Regions from separate parts of the Ovis aries genome. Here region 2 is linked to region 1. Evidence: chromatin contacts called from public Hi-C data. All regions are on one chromosome and are shown on one strand. Each heading gives the region's core, a stretch centred on a gene start, on an enhancer-like site or on the middle of the called end of the contact. The rest is flanking DNA. Distances are from core to core; before and after follow the strand shown. Region 1 overlaps LOC132657355 (a long non-coding RNA gene). Region 2 holds the start of SLC38A10 (solute carrier family 38 member 10).

Region 1 (5,496 bases), core at 1,391-3,890:
CTTGTCTCAGCAGTGGACGGGCCAGACAAAGAAGCCGCTAGTGAGGGGTTACCGCCCCCCCAACACATGCCCTTTTTTGTCCTCCCCACCACACCCCTCCTAAGGCAGTTCAGGTAGAGGAATACAGCACCCTTGTAATATTTAGTTAGCAAAATGGGTGAGGGTATTTGCTGCCCTTCCTCGGATGGGGGTCTTGGGCCCTGGTCACTCGCTGGCCAGACCACCCCTTTCCCCTACCACACCTTCATCCATTTCTGAGAACTCTGAGCCAGGCAGAAATTAAGGCCCCTGAGGGCTCTGTGAGAAGGAAATCGGTAAGTTCCCAAATTCCCAGGGAACCAGAGGACACAGCTTTTGTCAGGCCCGTGAAGATTTATGAGGCTCCACCAGAGTGTCGGCCAGGCCTCACTGAGGCCGCCAGCCAGCGTGCCCCGTCTAATCTTTGATTTCCATCTAATTATTTTTTTCCTGCCACTTTCAACTCAGAGTCCGGAGTGGCGAACAAAGGGAAGAAGATGGGGGATGGGGCCACCAGACAGTGGCATGGGGTCGGTTCGGGATCCCTCAGGACCGTGGGGGGGGGGCCCCCTCAATGCCCCAGGCAGGCAGATGAGGGTGACTACTGGAGCTGGGACCATGGAGGGACTTGCTCTCTGGCTAGGCTCACCCCCAGTCACTGGGCCAGAGTTAGTGGGAGTAGGATTCTGAACCCCAAGCAATCCGCAGGGAACTAGTGCACCACGGGGAAGTGCTTCAGGGGAAGAATACCTGTTAACGATCACAGAAAGAAAAAAAATACTTTCCCCTAAACTGCAATTAAGGGGGCTATGGAGGGGTTCCAGGTCCAGTATACCCAGCCAGAGGACACAGAGAAGGCAGGAGGCAGGATTTTTCTTCCCTAACGGAAAAATGCCTGCCCAAGCCGGTAAGAAAAAGTGAAGCTCGCATTTTTCATGTTAAAATAAAAAAATCCAAATGGAAAATGATTTTAGTGGTCACCACCCATAAGTCAACTAAAAACAGGCATAATTAGAGTGTAAGGAATCCAGGGGACCATAAATCTTCGTTGCCTTTTCCACTCGAATCGGGAGCCTTTTATGGCTTGTTGAGTTTTAAGTATTTCGAGAGAAGTGAGGTTCCGGGTTTTGGTGGACGCGGGTCTATGTCGGGAGCGCCACGCCGGGCGAGCGGGGACGGGCGCCGCCGGGACACCGCGAACCTCTCGGTTCTTCCGGGGAAGGTGGAAGCTGAAACTGCGTTTTATCCCCAGGAGAGGCCTTTCCCGCCCACCGGGTCCCTCGCTCCGGAGCCCGGTAATCAGGCTTCCCCAGAGCGGTGGAGGCTCGCGAACTGGGTATTGGTACACATGAGGACTCTGGGGAGTTGATTCCTTTTCTTTCCAACCCAAACTCCGATGGGAATATTCGCTGGTGCGCGGGAACTGGGAGGTTTTTACTTCGGGCCCGATTTGAATCCTTTCACCTGGGCCCTTTGTTCCGACTTATGGCGGGGTGGGGGTGGGGGGGGGGGAGCGGGCACCGTAGAAAATGACACAAAATTAACCCCTCCCTTTTAACCATCAAATCCCTAATTTTCAGTCTTCCCTTAAAGGCAAGCAATACGTTTCACTCTATGGGGTATTTTTCCCCACCGGGTGGAGACCAAATTGCCAATTTCTCATCGATCTAGCCCTCTGCTTTTCCTGAAACAGTCTCCAAACAAAAATATCCCATATCCAAACATCACCTAAAACTCCATTAATCAGGTAAGAAAATGGGAAGAAAGTGAAATGTGCATTCTCTCTCTCAAAGTCTCCCTAAATAAAAGCGCGCCCTTTCCTTCAACTGTCTCCACCATTCCCCTTTGTGTAAAGGCTGTCCCATCCTAAGAACTGGGGCGGGGGAAACTAGACATTCACATTCGGAAGAGTTCTCCCCAGGAAACGATTCTCCTAAGACTTCTTTTGTTTGAAGTGGGCATGGGGGAGGGGAAGGAGTCCGCCCCAGGCCAGCTAAAGGGCCTCCCCAAACCACCAAAAAGCAAAACCCAAGGGCCTCCCCTAACAGGCAAGTCTGGGACTCGTGTGGGTAACTACTGGACAAGGGGACCTGTCCGCCTAGCGAGGGACCAAGGTTGGGTTTCCCCATCCCGAGTTTCCAGCGATCGTCTCTCAGAACTGAGCGGCCCCGCTTGAAAATTCCTTGGGTTCCAGGGGGTACGGGTGGGAGAGACTGCACAAAGCCCCATGGCCCCAGCCCCGGAGCCGAGGAAGGGCGCGTGGTCTCCTCGGCAAATTAAACGCAACCTAGAGTAAACGGGACAGGCTTTTGCAAAGAGACATTTGCTCCGAGCCCCAAGGTGGAGTAGGGAACAGTCCTCTGACCGAGCCCACAGGCACAGACTAGGCCAGTGTGTACCCCGACTTCAGCGGCCCTCCCCGAGCCCTGCAGAAAGACACGTGTGCAGCGAAAGGCTCTTACACACCAGCCGGGTTTTTATTTTTTTCCTACCCGGAGTGCGCTCTAGGCGCGCGGGAAAAAAGGAAAACGCACGTACCTGGCGGCGCTCAGAGGGCGGCCTCGCGGGCCCGCCGCTGGCGAGGGGGCCGCCAGAAGCCACTCCCCGCCCGGCCGGTCGCCACACGGCCCATCCCTCCCTCCCAGGCGACGCACCCCGCCGAGCCAACTCTCCAGGAAGCGCGACGAGCTTCCCGTCCGCGCGCCGGACACGTCTTCCAGCGCCAGGGCCCGCATCTCCTCCCTGCGAGCGGACGCGCAGAGGAACCCTGAGGCCCGACAGTTCCGGAGAGGGGCTACGAGGCCAAGGGGCAGCGCGTCCCGCCGCTAGGCTGCGGCTCCGGTTGCACGTCCAGACCTGGGTCCGGGCGCGTCCTTCTCGACCCAGGTTCCCGCTTTCCCACGTTCGCGGCTGAGCTAGCGGAGACGGACGCGGAACCCTCGGGGAAGACAAGGAGGCAGCGGCGGCCGCGGTCGGCGCAGGAGCCCCGGGGCGGGAGGGGTGCTGGGCGGAGGGGCGGGCGGGTTCCCGCCGCCCCGCGCCCTGCGGCCGCCGCCCTCCAGGAGCGCTCGGCCCCGCCCCCGCGGAGGGGCCCCGCCCCCGCCTCCACCCGGCATTGGAGTCCTCCCCCTCGAACACCCCCGCACTCTCCCTCCTCGCCTTAAACCCCTCGCCTCTCCCCGCTCCCCGCCCCCGACCTCGAGCCCCCCTGTCCTCCCCTTCCAGCGCGGTTCCGTGCCCCCGCCCCTCGCTTCTTACCCCCCCATCCTCGCTCTTCCACCCCTCCCCCACTCGCTGTCCTCCCGCCCCGCCTTCCCCTGCTCAGTCCGCGCCCCCGCCCCCGCCCCCGCCTCCGTCCCCGCCCCCGCCCCCGCCTGCGCGGGTGTTCCCCCGGTTCCGGCCCCAGCTCTCTTTCTCCCCTCCCCTCTGGCCTCCTCCACGCCTTCCCCATCCGCTCCCGGCCCAATCGCCGCCCGCCGCCGCCGCTCCCTTTGTCTAAGCCGCGGCCGCCGGCCAATGGGATCTCGCGGAGACGCGGGCGGTGCGCGTCTGAGCCAATGGGCTGGCCGGGCGGGTCGAGGAGGAAGGCGCCGCGGACTCCGAGTCGGGCAGGCCTGCGCCGGGGCCCAAGCGGAGCTTCGAAAACGGCTGACTCGCCGCCCAAGACCCCGCGCTTTGTACCTCCGAATCCGCCCTCCGGAAAAATGCCCTGGAGTGCAGAGGGGGTGGGGGTGACACCGCGTGGCAGCTCCGGAGCAGGGGGCCCAGGGGATTTGCCTAAGAACCGCCCGTCGCTTTCTGCCCCGGGGTCCGCCCCCATATCTCTCCGGGGACTTGAAATGCAGCACTCTGGAAGGGAAAGAGGATGCCCTGAGAGCGTCCCGGGGCTCCGGAGTGGGGCGCTACTCAGGGGCCTCGCCACCAGGAACTGTCCCCTGGGATAGGGTTGGGGCCCAGGAGCCAGTCCTGGCCTCACTTCTTGCCTGGCGTCTGTCTCAGGGTCACCGCAAATGAGGGGTGGCCCCTGTCGTCCCGGGCTGGGTCATACTGAAGGGAGGAAAGACGCCGCCCCGGGACTCTGAGATATGGACCCTCCACGGCTGGGGCTGCAGATCTGCTGCTCTTTGCACTCTGCCCGCAGGTGGGGTTCTTCCCAGTTTACGGGTGGAGGAGGGGTCACAGCCAGGGCCTCTGCCTCTGCCCTCACCTGAGCCCTATGGGGATGAGCATAGTTCTCACCCTTTAATTACTTCCCTGCTGCCGCCCCAGAAAGGAGGAAGGTAATCCCAAATTACTAGTTCCCATCTTTTCATAAAAAGCAGGTTGGCTTGCTTTTAGAGAAGTTGAGCCCAGTGCAGTCCTGCACATTCTTTGAAAGCACCAGAAAGACAGGAGAAGGAAATACAACCGGTGGTCCCAGGCCTCAGGAAGGGTGGTTTCTAAACTTTTCTTGGTCTCCAAGTAAGTATTAGTTGCTCAGTCGTGCGCGACTTGGCGATCCCATGGACTGCAGCCCATCAGGCTCCTCTCTCCATGAGATTTTCCAAGCAAGGATAGTGGAGTGGGTTGCCATTTCCTTCTCCAGGGCATCTTCCCAACCCAGGGATCAAACCCGGGTCTCCTGCATTGCAGGCAGATTGTTTACCTACTGAGCTACAAGAGAAGCCCTTGGTTTCCAAACCTCTGTTCAAATTTTGATGACAAATAAGAGTAGGAACTGAAGCAAAAGAGCTGAGCTGAACCTTATGTGTGGGTAAGATGGCAATGGCAGAGGGACCTGCCCTGTCACAAATGTCCTGGGACCTGCTGGATTTGGCCTGAGAATTGTCATCACTGGGCTGCTGCCACCAAAGTTATGGTTCAGTTCCCTATTGCTAAAGCCACTAGTCAGTGACCATCAAGGCACCATCTTGGAGTTCTCCCAGTGACCCTTAAGGCACCACCTTGGGGTTCCTCCCACCAGGGGTTATGGGGATCCCGAACTAGGCCTCAGGAGGCCAGCAACATCCAGGTGGAAGCAGGCAGCCCCTTCCAGCAGCCTGCCCTGGTCCAGACCCAGGTCCTGTAACCGGCAGACCCATCACAGGTCCTTGGAAATTCTGCTCCCAGGAACTAAGCATTCAAGGCTTGAGAACTGGACTGGTTTAGATGCCTCAAAGAGGTTAAAAATCAAGTTGATGGTCCAGATGCTTCCTAACAGTCTGTACTCTACCCTCAATCCCTAGAAATGACAGAAAAATGAAAAAAACTCACTAGAACCAGGAGAACAGGAAGGGTTTCGTTGAAGCCCAGATAGCCCAAGAAATCCTAGGGGTGGTGGGTGGTTGCTCTGGCTCCAGGGAAGAAACTGCTGGCAGTTGATGAGTGGCTTTGAGGCAGCAGCTGAAGGGTTAGCAGCAGACAGGAGACAGAGAAAATCACATTAATGAATAACACCTAGAAGAGCAGGGAACCACATGTCCCCAGAACTGTCACTGA
Region 2 (5,496 bases), core at 1,531-4,030, 39 kb before region 1:
CGAGTGATAAACACATTCTGGAAGGAAGAGATTAAAAATGACATTTACGCCTTTCTTATAAGTTAAACAGACACTCACCATCTGACCAGCAATTGCACTCCTAGGTATTTACCCAAAAGAAATGAAAACATGTGTTCATGCACAAACCTGCATGCCAATGTTTACAGCAGGTTTATCTGTAATCCAAAAACTGAAGAAACAACCAACTGTCCTACTAGCATCTAGCAAAGCGGAATACACACACGGCCCACCAGCCAGCTCTCCTGCGCGCAGGTCACCACCCCACAGGACAGGTCCATGTGGTCAAACCCCGTGCATGTGTTCCTAACTGCTCCAAACAGGAAATGCCACGCCTGCCTAGCAAAGGTTAAAAAACAGATAAATTGAGCAATGCTAGCCAGACACCTACGACATGATGCATCCACATACAGTTAAAACCTGGCAACACTGACCAGTGGGGTCTGGGGGTGGGAGGGCAACCCTCAGTAAGGAGGCAGGGGTGGGGGGTGCTGGCAATGCTGTATTCCTCAGTCTGGGAGCTGGCTATATGTGTTTGTTAATATTATGAAAATCCATCAAGAGGACACCTAAAATGAGTTCACTTTTCTGTATGCATGTTATACTTTAATAAATTGCTATTTTTTTGGAAAAGTACCCCAAATTATTAAAACCAAACAAACAAAAAACGCAAACAAAGCTTTGAAGTGACCTGGCTACCAGATAAAAATACACATCTCCAAATTGCCTCTTGGCCTCACATGGTGTTCTTGCCAAGGAGCTTCTCACAGAGAAGACGCTGCGTCTGAGTGATGAGTGACAGCATGTCCTAACTTGGCCAGGCCCTCGGGGCAGGGCAAACCACTTCCAGGTCTTTGCTTGCAAGAGGGCACCCACCGATAAGCTCTCCCCCCAGACAACTCAGCCTGGCCCATTTTTAAATGCTCTGGCAGGGGACTCATGCCCAGCACACAGTAAGACACCCAAATCTGAATCACCAGAGCCCTGCCACAGCGGCACTTGGCAGAGAGGAGTCAAGGAAGGCAGCACTGCATTTACAGACTCAGGACCAGCCAACTACACATCCCAGGATGCAGTTCTGTGCCAGGCAAGTCGCAATGCACGCTGGGACACGTAGTACTTCCAATACCCAGAGGTGGTTGGCCCACGCTGGGATTCACAAGCCAAGACACAGATGTTGCTTCTTGAAGCCGCCAGCGTGGCCTTCTCCACAGCCCTGCAGTCTCCATCCTCCCACCAACATGCTCACCAACCAAGTCAGATCAACCACTCACATGGGAACACTACATGCATTTTCTTTTTGCTATTTTTATCCAAAAGATGCTAAATGTGAAAAATGCAGCATTACTCTAAAATTAAACGCTGACGCCGATTTTCAGTTCCAAAATATCATCTTATTTTCATTTTCCCACCTATTTGGTCTCGTCATGTAAGACTGGTCTTTGAGGCCTTGTTGGCCACCTGTCCTTCCCTGATGTCCCTCTCCTCCTCCACCCTCAAGCAGCCTAGCCAGTAGACAGCTCCTGCCCCAAGCAGCAGAGGTAACAGTATCTCCAGCATGGCACACAGTAAGCTAAGAAGTTCATTTTTAGCAAAGAAGTTACCCAATTTGATAATTCTATCACCTCCTTTTTCTACCATACCAAATGAATGTTTATTTGTGAATTAAACAGAAGCCAAATGAACCCACACCTCAAAAATGGTGAGTTTCTTTCATGCAGTATTTAATGCTGGGATGACACCAATTTTTTAATATTTTGGATTTTTTCAATCAAGGTAACATTTGCATATGGTGAAATGCACAAATTTTAAGCACACAATCTGGAGAATGGAGTCATCACCTTGTAACCAACACCCCAAACTAGTTCCAAGGCCTGGGGGTTTGACTGATGTGCTTCTGAACACAAGTGCAGTTAGGTCAGAGTTTTTAGAAATAATAATAAAGAAAAATAACACTGAATCCTGTGGTCACTTTCCATTTTTAAAAGATCATATTACTTTGCTACATTTGAACTTTGATCTTAAGTTATTAACTGTTCTTAACCTTTTCCTTGAGAAAAGAGGATAAGACCGTTGGATGGCATCACCTACTCGATGGACATGAGTTTGAGCAAGCTCCAGGAGTTGGTGATGGGCGGGGAAGCCTGGTGTGCTGCAGTCCATGGGGTCACAAAGAGTAGGACAGGACTGAGCGACTGAAGCTTTTCGTCGAGGGAATTCCCTCAATTTCTCTTGCAGCCACGGGGCAGGCGAGCCGCAGGGCCGCCTCCCCAAGTCCTAGTTCCCGTGAGGGGGTGAGCCCGGGGCGGCGAGGGGGGTGACCACTGCCTGCTGGACTCACCTGTTTGAAGCAGAAGGGCATGGTGAGGACACTGACCCCTACTATGCTGTTCACTATGTTCGTGATCAGCCCCCAGTTGGAGGCGGCGGCCGCAGTCATAGCGCGGGGTCTAGAGGCCCGGGAGCCCCAGTTCAAGGCGCCGGGACGACGGTGGGGCGTGAGACCCTGAGGGAGACGGGTGGCTGGCTGCCTGGAGGAGGCAGCCTCTTGGGAAGCCGGCAGGGGCAGTCAACCTCCAGACCCCGCCAGACCCCACGGCCGCCTCATGTCTTCCTCCCCGGCTGGTTCTCGCCGGCCACCTCCGTGTCCCCACGCATAGACCCGGAAGAATTGCGGGGTGCCAGCCAGGAACACCTCAGCCCGGCTTCGCAGCCACCCTGACACACACTTCCTCCTTCCGCGGGCTCCTCTGCCCGGAAGTGACGACGAATAGGCGGTGCTCAAGCAGGGCTCTGACGGAGAGAGGCGGACCTAGTGGGGCGGGGTTTGGTGGGAAGCAAACCAATGAGAGGTGGGCTGGGTCTGTGGGACGGGACCTGTGGGCAGGGCCCGGTGTCTGAGCACCTGTTCCAGCACCCAGCTAATAATCATCCTCCTGAGGACCTGGTATCCTGAGCCCTTTCTTTCAGGACCTGGAGCACAAGGAACTCGCCACAGTTCTACATTGTCACATACATACGGTATCATCAGTTGGGCTAATCTGGTGAATACAATGGAATCACACTGTGGTTTTTATTTTTTAATCTTTCATATTTATTTATTTGGCTGCATGGGATCTTAGATGCAGAATCTTCAGTTGTGTCATGCTAACTCTTAGTTTTGGTGTATGGGATCTAGCTCCCTGACCAGGGATAGAGCCCAAGTCCCCTGCATTGGGAGTGAAGAGTCTTAGCCTCTGGACCACCAGGGAAGTTCCTCACTGTGGTTTTTAATTTGTTCCCCCAGTTACAAATGAGGTAAATCATCTACTCCTATTTCTATTGTCCATTCATATTTCTTCTCAAAACGCTTATTCATTTTTGCCCATTTTTCTAATTAGCTATTTGATCTCATGAATTTTGCATTCTTTCAATGTGCTTGATAACTGACCCTGTGTCCCTTAATTGGGGTTTTTCTGATGCCTCCTCGTTGTATTCGTTTTTCATAGCTAGAGTAACAAATCACCACAAATTTAGCAGCTCAACCAACACAAACCTGTTCTTTATGGTTCTGTGGGTTAAAAGTCCAGAATGCATCTCACTGGGCTGAAATCAAGATGTGGGAAGGTCACCCCCTTTATGGAAGTTCTCGGGGAGATTCCATTTCCTGCTTATTTGGTAGCTGGCAGAATTCAATTTGTTTGGGTGGTAGGACCAAGGCCCCCATTGTCTTGCAAACTGAAAACTGAGGCCTCCTCTCAGTTTCTAGAGGCCACTTTCCCTGGCTCATGGCCCCCTTCCTCCAACTTCAAAGTCAGCAACAGCGGAGAAGGGGTCAACTCGCTCTCACTTCACATATCTGAGCCAGCCAGGAAAAGTTTTCCAATTTTAAGTATTCATGTGATTAGATTGAGTCCATCCGGATAATCCAGGATAATCTCCCCATCTCAAGGTCTGTAACCTTAATCACAGCTGCAAAATCCCTTTTGGCATGTAAGGTAACATATTCACAGGTTCCCTGGATTAAGGGGGTGCACATCTTTGTGGGGAGCCAGTATTCTGCCACACTCATGGTGAAATTCAAGTTACATTTCTTTGGCACAAATGTTGTGGATGTGCTGCTGTGTTTCCACTGAATCCTATCAGATGCCCTATGATTTTGATTTGTCCCATTCCTGGCTATATTCTCTCTGATTGCTTGATTAGATAGTTTGTCTTTCTCCTTAGTAAATAATGAGTGATTTGTGGGGAGGTACTTTGAAACTAAATGTCCTGGTCCTTGTCAAACTTGCAACCTATTAATATATCGACAGCACTGTGGATTCCTGGTTTCCTGTTGTATTCAGTGGGTTGTCATCCATTATTATCATGAGTTACTTTGATGCGCCAATTTCCTAGACTTGGACAGTGAGAGCCCCTTCAGCTGGCCCCTTTGTCCTGTGCTGGGTCCCTGTCATTCTCTGAGTACTTCCTTGCTTTCTTGCATGATAAGCTGTTCCAAGCTCATCGTGTACTTTTCAAGAATCAATCCTTTCTCCAAGAACTCCAAGGAGTCTTTTCAGTGGAGACTAGTCATTGAGACCAAGATCTGGGCCCTGGTCCTGGCCACTGTTCCTCAATGGGCAGAACTAGAAGACACGTGTATGTACCACACTCACATCTAGATTTCTTCCTAGGTTCATGAACATACTGAAAGCCACACGTTCACAGCAGCATCTCCAAACATTGCTGGCGGTCCAGGGCCACAGTCTTCATCCTGATATTCTCCCCTTCGATTCTTGTAATGCCTGAGTTGATGCTCTCCACCTCACTTAGGCTCCCATACCCTCCCCTGGGCTGCCCCACCGCCATCCCAGACTCCCTCTCCACCCCACTCTGGTTCTGAGTGGCCCCCCCCCCCCACCAGCAATTCCCACTGGCACAGACACTCACCTCACCTTGCACCACCTAAAGGTTTTAGGACTTATGTGTAAAGCAGAGAGAGTCAGGGTCATGGCCATTTCTGAACCTGCACCCCTTCCATTCTCGCTACCCACATGTGAGTTCAATCAGCAGAGCTGATGTGATGCCTCTGTCCCATGGGAGCCTTCTGAGGCACAAAGGCTGTGTGACCCTGGGCATGTTCGAGAACCTCTCTGAGCGCCAATTATTGGGGCATCCATCACTGAAGAGTCAGCAACTTTCCATTTGGTTGCTGGAGGTGACAGCCATGGTCACCATCTGGGGAAGGAGGCGGAGGGGGCTGGACTAGGGTCCCACCTCTGGATGCTGGCGACTCGAGACTTCAGACAGAGGGGGATGTTGACCCCACCTGGCACACCTGTATTAAGGTGACAGATCCTGCTTCTCCCACACCGGTGCCTGCTTTCCCAAGGGGGAACCCCTCTACCACCCCTTCCCCCTCCCTCCCTCTCCCCCACCTCAACCCTCACCAAAGACATTCAGGGACCCAGCCTGGGTTAAATCTCCCTGACAGTTGTGGCTGCTTTAGAGAAGGGC

What was found. A called contact is a pair of places that touch in the nucleus more often than the background predicts.
Region 2: a Hi-C map of hypothalamus shows a contact between it and region 1, with 2.5 times the contacts expected there. The contact joins the promoter of SLC38A10 here to the enhancer-like site in region 1. A contact is called at or near these places in 2 of 16 Hi-C or Micro-C datasets (hypothalamus and omental adipose tissue).

Annotation. Positions count from the first base shown.
Region 1 is chr11:50,891,730-50,897,225 of ARS-UI_Ramb_v3.0, reverse strand. LOC132657355 (a long non-coding RNA gene) reads left to right here. Exons shown (of 2, transcript XR_009595374.1): 2 at 1-3,011. Among named protein-coding and RNA genes, the nearest start is that of BAHCC1, 36 kb to the right of the region's middle. Within about 2 kb of position 2,640, at least 49 of the 54 cell types and tissues checked have an H3K27ac peak or open chromatin away from gene starts, as enhancers often do. A contact at or near this core is called in hypothalamus, where this site is marked.
Region 2 is chr11:50,930,672-50,936,167 of ARS-UI_Ramb_v3.0, reverse strand. It overlaps SLC38A10 (solute carrier family 38 member 10), which reads right to left and starts at 2,780. Exons shown (of 17, transcript XM_060394961.1): 1 at 2,360-2,780. The coding sequence starts at 2,458.